Regions from separate parts of the Mus musculus genome. Here region 2 is linked to region 1. A link is a contact called in public HiChIP or PLAC-seq data. All regions are on one chromosome and are shown on one strand. Each heading gives the region's core, a stretch centred on a gene start, on an enhancer-like site or on the middle of the called end of the contact. The rest is flanking DNA. Distances are from core to core; before and after follow the strand shown. Region 1 has its middle 15 kb from the start of Gm20083. Region 2 has its middle 31 kb from the start of Gm30075.

The links. HiChIP or PLAC-seq counts read pairs in DNA pulled down with a chosen protein or histone mark.
Region 2: an H3K4me3 HiChIP or PLAC-seq map of the SCID.adh cell line shows a contact between it and region 1, with 11 read pairs. The contact joins two enhancer-like sites. A contact is called at or near these places in 2 of 484 Hi-C or Micro-C datasets (muscle stem cells and nephron progenitors) and 2 of 115 datasets of contacts at active chromatin or transcription factors (the SCID.adh cell line and T-cell acute lymphoblastic leukemia).

The regions. Positions count from the first base shown.
Region 1 is chr7:73,196,832-73,201,575 of GRCm38.p6, reverse strand. No RefSeq gene overlaps it. Among named protein-coding and RNA genes, the nearest start is that of Gm20083, 15 kb to the right of the region's middle. Within about 2 kb of position 1,430, at least 21 of the 459 cell types and tissues checked have an H3K27ac peak or open chromatin away from gene starts, as enhancers often do. A contact at or near this core is called in the SCID.adh cell line and muscle stem cells, where this site is marked.
Region 2 is chr7:73,267,660-73,272,118 of GRCm38.p6, reverse strand. No RefSeq gene overlaps it. Among named protein-coding and RNA genes, the nearest start is that of Gm30075, 31 kb to the right of the region's middle. Within about 2 kb of position 2,173, at least 5 of the 459 cell types and tissues checked have an H3K27ac peak or open chromatin away from gene starts, as enhancers often do. A contact at or near this core is called in the SCID.adh cell line and muscle stem cells, where this site is marked.

The DNA.
Region 1 (4,744 bases), core at 181-2,680:
AGTCGTAATTGAAATGCAAAAATATTCTGCTATGTTTGTAATTAAGCAAATGCAAATTAAAAATAAAATGTCACCCCTCCTCCTGCCCTGGTATATTAGCAAAGGTCTGAAAAGGCTTTTGATTTGGGCAGCGACGATAGAAAGGGAACCCCCCCCCCCCTCCTGGAGACCTTGCCAGGGACTGAAAATGATTTTGAACTTCTGGAGAGCAGTACTTGGTAAAAAGCTCAAATAAGTTCACATCATTGTCCTATTCCATGTTCGGCATCAGACACACTGGTGTGGAGGCAAAAATTTACTCATCACTGTTTTTTATTCCAGTCATTTACAACAAAGTGGATCTAATAATTGGGAGGTTGTTAATCATCACATGGTTTTTAGATGAAATATTATGGAGCCAACAAATAAAACATTTTTAAAAACTATTTAATGATACTAAGATTCTTAAGAGACAATGTTAAATAAGGAAAGTATATATTATACTTGGGTACAAATATATGTCATAATTTGGATTAAAATATATAAAATTACAAAGCATTACAAATAAGCATAGGAAAACACCAATAGTGCTACATAGGGCAAAGTTATAGGATTTATGTATATATTTTCCCCAAAATTAATTAATTAATTAATTAATTAATTAATTTTGACAGAAGGTCTCACTGTGTAGACCTTGCTGTCCTGGAACTTGCTGTGTAGAGCAGTTTGCCCTCCAGTTCACAGACAGCTGCCTGCCTCTGTAGTCTCAGCTCTCTGCACCACTGTGCCTGCTATTTCTCAAATTTTCTACATTGAAAACGAAGTACTTTGGTGAACAGAAAAAGAATTATTATTATTTTTTAAAAAGCACCATCAAAGGAAACAATAAAAAAAAGTTAGAGTTTAAAAATGGAAACTAAAAACAATGAAGAAAGAACTGCTAACTCTTCAGGGATGGGCATGGACTTCGAAGGCAATAAAGGTATACCCTGCACAGTGGTGAGTGTCAAAAAGTATGTACGGACATGGCAAACATGTAAGAGATACCTGAGAATGAAAAGACGAACACGTCGTGCCCAGTTTCATGAAGAATACAGGCAGAGAAGATGGATGGATCTACAGCAGTTCACACTGAGGCCAGAGATCTTTTCGAGTGTCTTCTTTGGTGGTGGTCTAGGGACTTGGCTCACAGCAAACATTACTTTGTGAAAGCAATTACAGTACCTACTGAACAAGGAGTACTACTGCTAAGGGAGGCAAAATTTGCCACCCTGGTTTATTTCTGTGGGTTTTGTGGCTTTGGAAAGCCCTGCCGTGACATTCGGTTATAAAGCCAAGAAGAGCAGGAACCAGGGCCTTTGCTGCCTGGCAGGAAAGTGAGGTTCCCATGGGCTTGTCTAACACCTGCTGATAAACAATGCTGGCTGCACCTGGCTCCTGGTGCAACAGGCTCATTGTGAAAGCCCTCGTGGGTGGCAGTGGCTGGGAGAAACGGCAGCTGTGATATGTGCTTGCTGTGCTCCTCAATGCCAGGTCTGAATCATCCTTTGGAAGTCATTGCCACCCATGAGATCGTATAAGCGATAAAGAAGTCTAAGTTTAGGAGAACCACCAGCTGAAATGCTGCTGCTGGGAAGCTCTATGCCATTTTGATGGTCAGAGGCCCCGCCATTCTCCTAGCAACACATGAACCAATGGGCAATGCTTTGAATGGAATCAAATATGACTTCCAAGGTAAAGATTGCCAACCCATACTGGGATTTTGACTTTTCTTTTCTTTTCTCTTCTCTTCTTTCCCTTTCTTTTCTTTTCTTTTCTTTTCTTTTCTTTTCTTTTCTTTTCTTATTATGGTGACAAAGGCAACTTCAGGAAGGAAGGTTTTATTTTAGCTTATTGTTCCAGTTTACAGTCCATCAAAGAGATGACTTATACTTTGCAGAATGCTGGGGTCATGTGACATCCACAGCCAAGAAACAGTGAATGATAAATGACTGTGATCGACTCATTTTCTTCTTTTCATGTAGTCTGAGTTCCCAGCCTAGGGAATAGTGCCACCCACAGCGGGCTGGCCTTCCTGCCTCAGTTAACTTAATCAAGATAACTGCCCATAGGCATGCCCTGGGGGCATTTCTCCTAGAGATTCTAGAGCTTGTCCAGGAATAATTAATACTAATGACCACAGACTTCAAAACATAATCTCCTCTGTAGCTGTGATTGGTTCTCCACACTCGTGTGTTGGGTGTACCTTGTTCAGATGCTTGGTGTAAAGAGAATAGAGATGACACCATATTCATAGCTGGATAAGGTCCATAGATGACCTCCAGTTACCTCTGGGCAGTGCTGCCCTGAAGATCTCTGGCAAATCCACCGAGAAGCCTTGTTTGCTTAAGATGTCCACTATTTAGTATCTATTATATCAGTATAGATACTCAAGGGCATTGCAGGCTCTTCAGAGCCAGAACAACACTTAAACAAATAGCAGCTAGTGTGCTTATGAGCTTCAGATGACCTGGGCTCAAATCCTCGCTCTACTGTTGACCAGCTGTGTGGTGGCAGCATGCCGTCTAACTTCCACTACTCCTTGGTTTCTTTTTCTGTGTCGTGGGTGATCATTGGAGTGTAGGCACAGATGCTTTTGATCAGGATAACCAGAGACTTCTTACCATGAAGCTTAAAGGAGAGAACACATGGGGGAGAACAAGGGGCGTCTATAGTGTTCTAATGTCCCATCCCAACAATGGCATGTGGGAATAGTCGGGGTTGCATCTCCTCTGAAGAGAGGTGGGTGAGCTCTGCCAGCCTTCACCTCCCCAGGGCTGGGTCAGCATGCTTGGGTACCTCTTTCTGGCTTTTTCTGGTTTCTGAGAGTTGAAGTCAGGTTCCTGTGCTTGCAAGGCAAACAGAGTCATTTCCCAAGCCCCATTTGGCCATCATTGGAATAAAAGTGAAGGGGGGAAGAGTCTGTTTAGGATTACATTAACCTCTACTTTATTCTCTGGAAACTTAGTAAAGTTTGACCTCCGTGCCTCCCACATGACTCTGAGGGGTTTAATTCTTTGCTACGGCCTCGAATCTTGGTTACTTCCACTCACGGGCACCTTGCCTACCTCCCTGTCCCCTGTCACTTACAGAAAAGGATTGTCTGCCGGTAGCAAACCTTGTGTTGTGGTCAGGGCAAAGCTGCACGAAAACATACAGAGAGGCATTACACAGGGTGCTAGGATCGACTTGGCTGTCTGCCCCACTTTCATCAAGAGCAACCCGATTTCCTGCAGGCCAGGGAAGAGGGCTAGGCAGTGTTTATTTTATTGCAGTTTTAGTCTGTGTTGCCAGTGTTTCCTTCCAGCGCCAAATCTCTTAGATAGATTTCAGCATACCTGGCCTGTTATGTCAAACCCCACCTCCACACTGTGGGGCCACTGGTGAACTTCCAGGTAGGTACATGAGTCACTAGTCTTCCACCAGGGAAGACTTCATAACTTAGCAGCACACTGCAGTGGGAATAAGTTCATATCTCCCTGGGGTTATTTGATTGGATGGGGAAAGACGAACATTTCCCTTCCATACCCATGATCGAATGGAAGACTCCAGTTGAAATGAATGGATAAGGCCTTCCTTTGCAGTGGAAGTAGAGTGATGTGTCTGCTCACAGAGGTGCTACCATCCACTCCGTTACATTTGGCTTGCAGAGTTCAAGGTCTCAGGGGTGCCTCAGAATTCATTGTATCCTTTTGTTCACTACAGACTGGTCAATGGTCAGTGAAGAAATGTCCCTGGAAAGTCCAGGCAATGATGAGTGAGTTCTAGATGGTTCTAGGTTCTGAATTCAGAGACATGAATGCTAGACGTGTGCTGGCCACCTGTCTGACACGTGAATTGAGTTCTTGAAACACTCTAGGGCTCACCCGAGCACAGTGATCTGGGGAAAAGCCTTGCTTTTTCTAGTTTATTCTGAAAGCAGGGCTGTGGCTTTTGCCCTTGATCTATCTGGGTTGTAATCCAGCTCCCTCTTCGCCTGAGTTTGGACTTCTGGGCTTTTGGTTGCACGGAGATGCTTGTGTTAGTGGAAATGGTCCACTCACCTTGTACAGCTGGCTCAGAAAGAGGACTCAGATACAAAAGGCAATTTTGCACAGTATGAACCCAGTACATGCAAAGCCTGATCTGGCACCGTGCCCATCTGGCAACTCTCTTAGTGTCCTGCAACACCAAGGCAGAGCGACCCCTGATGATAGGGACAGAAGAGAGGCCCAGGACACTTGCGCATGCAAAGTGAGAACTGTCAACCCCAGAGCTGCACTCCCAGCCCCAGAGCAACTTCAGAGAGAGAATGAAGATCATTGTCAGCGTCCTCCCATGGGGCTCCTTAATCAGAGCTGGTAACTTTCTCCCACGTGTGCTCCCAGAGCAATGAACTGCTGTTGTTGGGTAATTAGTATCCTGGGCACAGCCAAGACGAGGGTACAGTGAGCGCCTTTGTCTCAGGCTCGTAAATTTCAACACAGGTTGGATGGAACAAAGGTCCAATTCATGTGGGAGACACCCCACATGGGATCGTGTGGACAGAGCCAAGGGAGAGACTCCCTGGCAGCCCCAAGGGTGAATGGTGAACGGGCAACTCAGGCAGTGGAGGGACACGGTGGATGCTCAGGGAGCCTTTGACTCTGGGAGGCAGAAGCTGTTCTGTGCAGTATGGCTGGGGGTAGGGGTGGGGGTGCGGGTGTGAGCAGTCTTTGCTTTGGCAATGCCATCTGCGGTGAGAGAA
Region 2 (4,459 bases), core at 924-3,423, 70 kb before region 1:
CGTAGTGGTCCCTGAGGAACGGAGTCCTGTGAAGGGACCTAGAGTTAATACCCACCCTCAGACTACACCTTTATTGCAGCCTGACAGTCAAACTGCGTCCAAACTCTTAACCCACTACAATAATGGAGGAGAACCATCACTGCCTTAATCCACTAAAACCTGGGGAATGTGTTGCTGCAAATAAATTAATATACCCTACTATTGCATAGTGAAGCTCCAGTCAGTGTCTCTGTTCCTTATGATCTGGTCCTCAGTCAGTGGGTATGCATGCGCTATATAGAAAAATCACATTACACCCTAGCAAAACCATTCAAAACCCTGCTGGCTAGCCTAAGCACATCAGCAGCAAATCCCTAAATGTGCTCATCTCTGCACATGCGGCACGCAAGGAAGCAATTAAGCTGCCCTGTGTGCTTCAAAGATAAAATCTGGTCTTTAATAGATGCCACCAGGTCAATCCGGGTTCCATATTGAGGTTTTCTCTCCGCCACAACAGCAATAGCTACGACAGATGCCAACATTTCAAGGGCAAAAAGTGTCACTGCTAGTTTCTTGTGAACCCAGGTAACACTGGAAGGGATGAGACTGCGTTCAGCTAGCCTCCAGGAAAGGAGAGTGCAGGATCTTTGGGAGGTGTTGATGCATGGGAAAGGTTTGGAAGTGGCAAATTGCCCTTCTGGTCATATTTAATTGGCTGGACTTCAGTCACATGGCCATAGCACCTTGCAAAGGATGCTGAGAAATGTAGTCTTGTCAAGGAGGAAGAGCCGGATTTTTGTCAACAGAATACTTACTGTTAGCCATTGGGCTCACACTTTAGTTCTATTATGTGAAATTGAATTGAGCATTTACAATGCAGGGGTCTTTCTGCTAAGCAGCACAGGTCAAACAAGCTGGGGGAAAAAAAAAAACCTCTGCCTCATGTGGAGACATCAGACATTGTATGTCCAGCAGGCAGAGCCTGAGTGTATGTGTAAAGATGGTTTGGAAGTGAAATCTGAGGCTGTCAGCCACTGTCCCTCTGAGGAAAACAGCAGCTGTTACAGACTGTTCCACTCCTGGGTAGGACAGGACATGATAATTCTGCGGAAGTTTTATCCCCAAAGCCTGGGGCCCACAAAACCGCTTATTTTTAAGGAGATCTTTGTCAGAAATCATGAACATGACGAACCTCTCCATCCCCTGGTGAAGGTCTGTGACTTGGAATTTCCAGGTGGCTGGTGTGGGGACCCATTAAGTTAGTGTTCCAAACCCCCAGCGGTCCCTGCTTAACAGGAATGGCAATCCTCAAAGGTGTTTGCAGTGTTTTTGGCATGAGTTAGGAAGCCAGGGTGTAACTGGAACAAGATGTTCAGAAAAACGACTTGACACTATAATCAAGTCAAAACAGAGTAAATAAAGTCAGAAGGATGTGTAACCCATGGCCCACAGAGTCCTTCTTGTCGCACACCTTGGTAATCGCGTAATGATGTGTGCCTGTGTGAGAATGATGACTGCAGCACTTTCTGTCAGAGGAAGGACCTGGAACCATCACAAATGCTCATCAGCAGTAGGCTAACCTATGGTCCTGCTACCCAATGGAATATTATACAGCACTGAGCAGGTATAAATGATAGCCTAGGCTTTAATGATTGACTCGTTAGGGAAAGCCATAGTCATATAGGAATGCATAAAGATGAGTGAGTTTTTACAGAGTGCAAAAGTGCACAATACATAACTGTATTTTGTGTGTGTGTGTGTGTGAGAGAGAGAGAGAGAGAGAGAGAGAGAGAGAGAGAGAGAGAGACTGTGTTTCCCTGGGCAAAGCAGTTCTTGTGTTTTGTCTCATCCTATGCTCACGGCTGGCCTGTAAGCTCACACATTTGGGCTCCTTTTACAGACAAGTAGAGGCTCAGGGAGGCCAAGGAGTCACGTAAGGCCACTCTCAGAAGAATGGCAACTGTGATCAACAACCTATGAATACCTAGGTACAGGAGTCCAGGAAATCTGTCCGGGAATGTGACTTCATCTAAACTGTTGTCCCTGAAATATCCCCATTTCAGCCTGACAATACTCCATTTTACTTTCGTTTTAGAATTTTTGCTCTAGGCTCCACTAGGTGGAGGGTATGTAAAATCATGCAGGGCCTTCCATGTTCTACTTGCTGAGGAGGCCTGCTCCCATGAGCAGGTGGCTTGGTGCTTGCAGATGTGGTCAGCTTTGCAAATGTGGCAAGCATTAGCCTGTGGGCAGGACATGCTATTACACAGTCCTAATGAAATTTGGATCTAAAGCACAGGAATAAGCCATCCAAGGCAGTGAGGTTCCTGGCATTTTGTTGGCAGGATGGGCCCGGAAGACAGAAAAATTTCTATCATCATGATGGATTGGGCTATTTTCATCTTGTACAAAGTTAGCTGCAGTTGAAAGGTTGGGCAAGATAGCTCTTGAGTAAATGAAAATTGTATATGACGAGCTCATAAATTACGTAGTGCAGCAGCAGAAAAATCAGGGAGGACTCTTATTACTGTTGTCCCCAAACCAGTTTAGCTTAGAGCAAGAGCCCTGCTTTCCCTGGCTTGTAGGCATCTATACTGCACTGTTGTTTTTTTTTTTTTCCAATGGAGGAAGACAGTGGCTGGAGGTTGAGTTTTGGAACTCGGCATTGACAGCTTTGGTTTAGTGTAATTTCTGTTCTTAATGTTGTGTGCATACATGCTTGTGCGTCTGTTTATGTGCATGTATTCACATGTGCAGAGGGGTCTGAGATCAGAAGCCATCCACCTCACTGGCCTAGAGCTAACTTGCTAAGTAAGGCAGGAGGGCTAACCAGTGAACCCCAGGGAATCTGCCTATCTTACGTGGGTTCTAGAGCATGGAACTCTGGACCTCATGCTTGCAAGGCAAGCATCTTATCAAATGAGCCTCCAGTCCATGGTTATTATTCAACAGAGTACTTTCCCCTCCATGACCACACCCACACGATAGGTCTCTGCATCTTCTGGTTATTTGCTTAGTCTGCTGGCTTTATCATCGTACTCTCTACTCTCACCTGTATGCCAGTGTTCCCAGACTCAGGCATTTGGAATAGGAGCTCAATGGCTGCCAGTCTGAAGGGCTGGCATGAGCTCGACAGAACCATTTGAGACGTTTAGAGCATTCAGGCCTTTGAGGAGTCTCTTTGCTAGAAGTTTAGGCTTCTTCAAGGGACCAGACAGAGGAGCAACACCCTTGGATTGACATACATTTGTTCTCAGGAGTAAGCAAGGCCGCTCTTCAGCAGTCTGCAGTTCTCACTGAGGTTTTTCTGGAGAGGTCTTCTGCTTCTGTCTCCCCTCAAGCAGATGGATAGATTTGTCAGAATTTTGCCCAGACTTATTGATTCTTGGAAAGAATGGAAGATACCCCGGTTGCCGGGAATGCTGTTCTGTTGGGAACATCCCCTTCTCTGAGCAGTCATCCATTCCCAGTGCAGTTCTTAATGGGGGGAACTCCACGTCCTTGACCTCCTTGGCCCCAGCAGAAAGAGGGTCTGTGCATGGCTGGGATGCCACACTTTGGAGATTTTGTGCCCTTGGGAAAGTGCTGCTTTGTCGTAGACTTGCTTTGTTGGAGAACAGGGAAGAAGGAAAAGATGCTAAGGGTCAAGAGGTGTCCAAGCAGGATGGGTGATGGGTTTCAGGGCTTTGCAGCCTCTGCCATTTGGTCTGGCAGATGTCTTGGGGACAAAGTCTGGAAAGAGGAATAGGAGAAGACACAGGGAATGAGGAACCAAAATGAAATAAAACCAAAGCAACAATAAGCCACAAAGAAACACTGTGTCCCGTCCTGCGTTTCTACTACAGCTCATAAAGCAAGAACATTACTGATTCCCTAAATCTGAGATTTTTTTAAAGGGCCACAAGGAAAAAAAACTCCATACCTCAAAACTTTATTTCATATGTAAAATTAAAGGAATATATTCTATAACATCACCTTCAGACTACGCATAAGGCATACATGAAATATACATGGACTTCTCAAGTAGACTTGGGTTCCATCTCCAAGGCATCTCGTTATATGTGTGCCAAGATTCCCACCTCAGAATGACAATCACAGAGGGGACTTAGCTGCAGAAGGCACTTTTGTGAGAAGACCCTTGACTAACCCTTGGCTGCCTTTGACCATCTGAATCGCCTTGTGGAATCCTATCCTGTTCAAGTCCCCGGTTTGCTGTGTTTCTGTTTTCCTGCTGGGCTCGCTGCATAGTTTACAAGCAGCCTGTGGGGCTGGAGAGATGGCTCTGCTGTAAAGTGCTTGGTGTCGGAAGCTTGAGGAACCGCATCCACAGCCTCAGGGTCCACTCACAAAGCTAGACACGGCAGTGCGTGCTCATAACCCAGCACTGGGGAGGTGAAGCCGGGACTTTGAAAGCTTTTTGGCCAGCCAATCGCGAGCCAGTTATGAGCTCCAGGTTCAATGATAAACTCTGTGTCAGCCT